2 separate regions of the Oryzias latipes genome follow, and region 2 is linked to region 1. A link is a contact called in public Hi-C data. All regions are on one chromosome and are shown on one strand. Each heading gives the region's core, a stretch centred on a gene start, on an enhancer-like site or on the middle of the called end of the contact. The rest is flanking DNA. Distances are from core to core; before and after follow the strand shown. Region 1 has its middle 16 kb from the start of LOC101172490. Region 2 has its middle 95 kb from the start of LOC101172490.

Region 1 (2,700 bases), core at 179-2,678:
ACCTGCTAAACCCAAACATCACTGTTAGCAAAGAGAGGTCAGGAAACTTGCAAGTCGGGTATTTCGGGCCCTGTTCTCTAATCAAGTATTCATGAAACAGCAGTGGGTGGAAAGTATAGGTTTACATGACACTTGTGGTTGCCGACTTCCCCCCTCCCCCCTCGCCACCCCCTCCAGGCAGACAGGCCATCATTCCTAGTGTACTTCCAGCAATGATATCAAAAAGGTTTTTTGGTCAAGCCAAAGAGAGGTCACTCTAATAATACCCAAGGTCAGTGGTGGGAGCCAGAGAGTCTCCCAGTCATTATTCATTTGTTCACAGAGTTAATGACAGTTGCAGGGGGAATTTGGAGCCAGTAGCCATGTGATGTCACCAACACATGCCAAGGGATTAGGAGGGCAGGCAGGGGACAAGAAGTGAGGATTATACAGAAACGACAACAACCTTTACGACATCACCACCCAACTCTGCACGTTGGAGTTACGACAAACGGGATGAGAAGCAGCCAAATGGCTAAAACAATTATCTAAATTTGTCTGTGGGAGATGCTAAACGTTTGTCTTTAGTCTGAGGGAGTTGTTTTTTTTTTCCAAAATAAAGCAAAACGATGACTGGATAAAGGCAAGATGGTGTTGAGAACATTTCATTGCCCATCCGCTTTTCAGTAAAAGGGGTTAATAAAGTCGCAGTGGCTGCATTGAAGTTGTGAAACACAGAAACAGCAGCCTGTGGCTAGTGCGTAGAGAATGAACAATGAACACACCTTACTCAGTCACTGCATGGGCAGCACCACGGAGCGAACAATGAACCCCTCCCTCCTGTCTCGCACCATGTCTGATAATGACCACATCCACCCGCAACTGATGGCACTATTCTTTTATGACCTACATGAGCAGAAATGCAGCTCAGATAAAACAGTCCAGCGGGGATTTTTAGAATATTATCATTCCTGTGAGTGCAACAAAAGAAAATAATTTGCTTTCTGCTTTTTGCTTTCCTCTTGCTTTTTTGTTTTTAAATGAGGTGTGGAAAATTCAAAAACACGTATTTTAGCTCCACTTTTGTCTAAACAGTGGCTGTCTCAAATGATCAGCTGAAGGAGCTGTTCTTTAAGTTTCATCTGCTAGATAATTAGTCTTGAGGCAAAATGCATTTAGACAAATTATGCTGCAGGAATCCACCAATTTGGCCTTTCGACCCGACAGCTAGCATGTAGATAGTAGAATCCCTGTTTGAGCACAAGGTCAGAGAATAAATATGAACTGCGTTTTGCATTACTCTCGTATGAGTGAAGCTGTCAGAGCAATAATATGAGCTTTCAGGCCTACTTTCTGCCACTTGTCCCCCATCCTCAGACCACAGGGTCATGTGAAAATTGAAAGTGACAGTCAAACCAGCATGTTGAGCAGGCTGATTGGACTAAGCTGTCATGGCCCAGATCAGAGCTCTTTAACACCAGGCCAATCAGTGGTCTCTCCGTTTAAACCACTGGCTCTAACTGCAAGGCAGCTTGGGAGAAGAAGAAAAAAAAAACTAGAATCCAGAAAAGTAAGCTCTAGCTGATCCACGAAGGTTAAAAAAAAGTTCTCTGTCTTAAAAACCCAACTTTGAGTTTGAGCAGAGGGCTTTCTGTGAGGCAGGATTTTTAGCTCTCCACCCCATCACTGGTTTCCCATTGTGGTTGCTTGAATGAAAAATGTATGTATCACCTGTTTTGTGAAAGATCTAATGAGCCCAGGGTGGCACCACATAAAAGATTTCTTTGCAAGCATCACCTGTCAATTTGTATTAGCTTCTATATGCAGCATTGAATGTATCTCGGTCGCAAGCAGTGAACTCACTGTCATCCGTTCTGATGATAATAAATCACGCCATTATCAATCTTACTGGGGAGAGAAACATTTTAGTCAGGTGGAAGAATAACTTATGATCCTTTTATGTCCTGCTGAGAGCCCTTGAAAATAATAATACACCGCAGCAGAAGCACACGAACAACTGAAAGGCGCCGAGTGTTATAAATCTGATGGGATTTGCATATTTTGCCTCCCTCACAAGGAGCAGGCAAAAGAAATCGCATGGCATACGAAGAAAGAGGCCGTTACAGAACACAAATTGAAGGCAGGGGTTCACATGAAGACAGACGTGTTTCTCTGGGACTCATTTGTGATTAAAAAGTTGACGGCTTTCAAAGCAAAAGCTCCTCAAAAGAACAGTTTTGTGTCAGGATGACTCAAAGTCAAAATTTATCAGCCGTGTCATCAGTCATAAGGTGTGTTTTGAACTGTCAGAACTTTGCTTTGTTTGTTTTCCGTTGTAGCTCCTCCAGATTTGTCCACGTTTGCCATCCTAAAAACCATTTAGATTTTCTTCTTGCTGTAAGAAAATCTAAAGCCTGTGAAAACTTCATTTCCTCTGCATGTAAAAAATAAACAAACTTGTCCAGTCTTGTCTTCTGTGCTTTGATTAATTTCAAGATTTAGTTTGCTGTTTGTTGGAATTTGCTCTTGTCAGTGAAACAGGTAAAAAATCATTTATATTTCATAATATAAAGATGAAAACAGAAAATGACTAAATACTATTTATTTTATTTTGACAGGCAATTTGACAAACCACGTCAATCTCTTTTTGATTAAAAAAACACAAATTACTACTTTTTATATGCTTTAGTCATATATTTGGCATAAAAACAATTAGAACCA
Region 2 (2,700 bases), core at 75-2,574, 79 kb before region 1:
TTGGCAGCCTTGAGCCAGTGTTTTGAGAGGGCACATCTACAGCTGTGCTGTGAGCGGTAGCATTCACCTTTCCTGTTTTCCGGCTGCAGCTCAGAAACCACACGTTACTCTATTTATAATACAACCAACCTCAATGTAACTCATGCCCCACACTCTTGCTTGCATCACACAGGGGTCACTTCCCTCTGCACCTCCACCACTGCTCTTGCATTCCAACATGGCTCTAGGAAAGCAGCCCAGCAAAGCTCTGTATTCCTTAAATCACAAAGAGGCCCAGATCAGAGCCGTCCTGGATTGGAGCCAGGATCCTACCCTCACAGCCCAGGCAGCTGGGGGCAGCCTATAATAAGCGGGAGACAATGAGAACGAACATACCTCCCACGCTTTGCATGTAGATGTTAGAATTATATTGAAAATAAATGGTTTCAGAGGCTTTAGATAGACTAGACTAATTATAAAACAAAATGAGAACCTCGGATGAAAAATAAAAAAGTGCTTCATCTGAAAGTTTTTAACATTTAAATTCTTGAGATGATGTATTATTCAGTGTACTGTACTTTTAAAGTGCAAAGTTGCAAAGGACAAAGATTATCACAGTAAACATCCAAATGTGCAATGGCTTTTTTGAATTTTTAGCTTAAAGGACGCTTCTCAGTATTAACATACATCCTTGCTTGCTTTTTTATGTCGTAGGTTCAGTTCATTTACTGTAAACTCTGATTATTTATTTTCTTTTGTTTTTGTTTTCGAGTAGTCATCAAAAATTAGGCTTTGTGTACAACTTTTGTTTCCACGTGGGAACAACGCATATTAAAGAGATTCTGTTTTAATGAATAATAATGAACAATCCACCAAGATGTGGATGGCAGTGGTGCTTTAATGGTCCCTTGCAGCCTCTTAAGCCTCTGGTGATAAATCTTCGACGGGCTCACACGTATAACTAAAACCCAAACCTCATTCAACTTCACATCCATCAGTGTTTGGCTCAAAGTGATGACAAAGCACTTTCAATTACAACAGTAACTGACTCTGGAAACAGTTCATAGCCAAGTCCAGACTCAAGGACCACAGGAAAAAAAGCCCAAGAGGGGGGTGGGGGTGGCTGGTGGGGCATCCGTTTGCCTCGCTCCCAAATAATAAAAAGGGTGGAGTGACTCTGCGACACAAGGAATGCTGCTAGTATCACAAACCCAAGGACAATTCACCCATTTTGTGTGCTGTCACCCCCGTAGTCTGATTTATGGTTGGGACATCCTTCCTATGACCCATTCGTCCATCAGCTTGGCGCTACAAGGATACTCTGGTTATTGAAGGCTGAAGTATCAAAGCGTCCTCAGTCAGGGCCCTTGTCTCGTACCAGAGGGCCTTGTGCTGCTGAATGGGGTGTGTGGCAGTTTGAGGGGGGGGAAACCGCGGCAGCAGAGAAGTGCCATTCTTAACCCTGAGCAACACAGGAGAGAAGAGCTTTTTGAGAATCCATCAACTGTAGATGCTTCATTTTACAACGTTCATGTTTTCTTTTCTATTTTCCCATCCCAGTTTGTAATTATATTACGTGAAGTGTGTGCTCTATAAAACTTAACATGGCGCTGTTTAATTGGAGTGATTTTACTTATAATTGCATGATCCTCTTTGGCTCTTTTGGCTTCCACTCGATTTGAATAAGCAGGCTAATTCCTAAATCAGTCCTCAGAATTAATCAATATAACAAAAATACTAATGAAGTTCAAAGATGATATAACTGACAAGATGTAAATCGCTTCTGAAAACTGAAACATAGAAAAGTGAGCAGAAATTAACCCAACAATAAAAGCAGCAGGTAGAGATGGGGCAGAAACACATCAGTGATAATAATCCCCCTATTTGGCTCCTTTAAAACACCTTCATTACATAAATAAAAACAGAGTCGGATCCCCCACAGTGCCTGATCTTTTCAAGCACCTCTGACTTCAACCCCCCTGATGAAAGCCCCACGCTAACATCAGGAGTCTGGAGCCTTTACTCCCTAACTTCAGGCAATTATGACACAGAGGAGATCTTTGCCTTCTGCTCTCCTGAAGAAGAAAAAAAAGGCATTTCTTCTTTTTACCAGCACAGTTGTAAAAATAAGCTTGCTCTCCTCGATTGCAGTCACCCTATGCCCTTTGCAATAGCAGCAAGGATGTATCAGAACAAGCCATGGGGCAAAACAAATCACTTGTGATTTACAGAATTATAAAGATTTTAATAGCTGCTATGTTTCTCTCTCAGATTGGTCTTTATTTCCAGGAGTCAAAGTTTCCTGGGTGCCCCGGGCTTTTGAAAAGCAGTAATTGGCCAACAGAGAGACTTCGGATCTCCCTGGGTGATTGAGGGTATTTGTTGCTGTGAACTTGGGGGTATCATTCTAAAGATCACAGGTCCAGGATCTGAGAGACTGCAGCTTGTCAAGCACAATTCATTTCGCAGCTGTGTAAGGACTGCTTTCCATGCAGTTCATGCGGTGTTGTCTAAAGTTTTAGTCTCTCTGCAGAAGAAGTTCCACTGCTTGATGTTTTTTCATTTTTATTTCTTTATGAATATGTTTTTTTATACATGTCCAAATGATTCTCCATAAAGTAAGAGCTGCTGGTGTGAGACTCAAAGGAAGCGTTTAGTTAATGCTGATACTTTGACGGTAAGGTCATTTTTTTTAACACGGAAAAGTAAAAAAAACAGTAT

What was found. A called contact is a pair of places that touch in the nucleus more often than the background predicts.
Region 2: a Hi-C map of embryo shows a contact between it and region 1, with 2.4 times the contacts expected there. The contact joins two enhancer-like sites. A contact is called at or near these places in 5 of 5 Hi-C or Micro-C datasets (embryo, fibroblasts and gastrula embryo).

The regions. Positions count from the first base shown.
Region 1 is chr6:18,589,474-18,592,173 of ASM223467v1, reverse strand. No RefSeq gene overlaps it. Among protein-coding and RNA genes, the nearest start is that of LOC101172490, 16 kb to the right of the region's middle. Within about 2 kb of position 1,428, at least 1 of the 8 cell types and tissues checked has an H3K27ac peak or open chromatin away from gene starts, as enhancers often do. A contact at or near this core is called in embryo, where this site is marked.
Region 2 is chr6:18,668,770-18,671,469 of ASM223467v1, reverse strand. No RefSeq gene overlaps it. Among protein-coding and RNA genes, the nearest start is that of LOC101172490, 95 kb to the right of the region's middle. Within about 2 kb of position 1,324, at least 2 of the 8 cell types and tissues checked have an H3K27ac peak or open chromatin away from gene starts, as enhancers often do. A contact at or near this core is called in embryo, where this site is marked.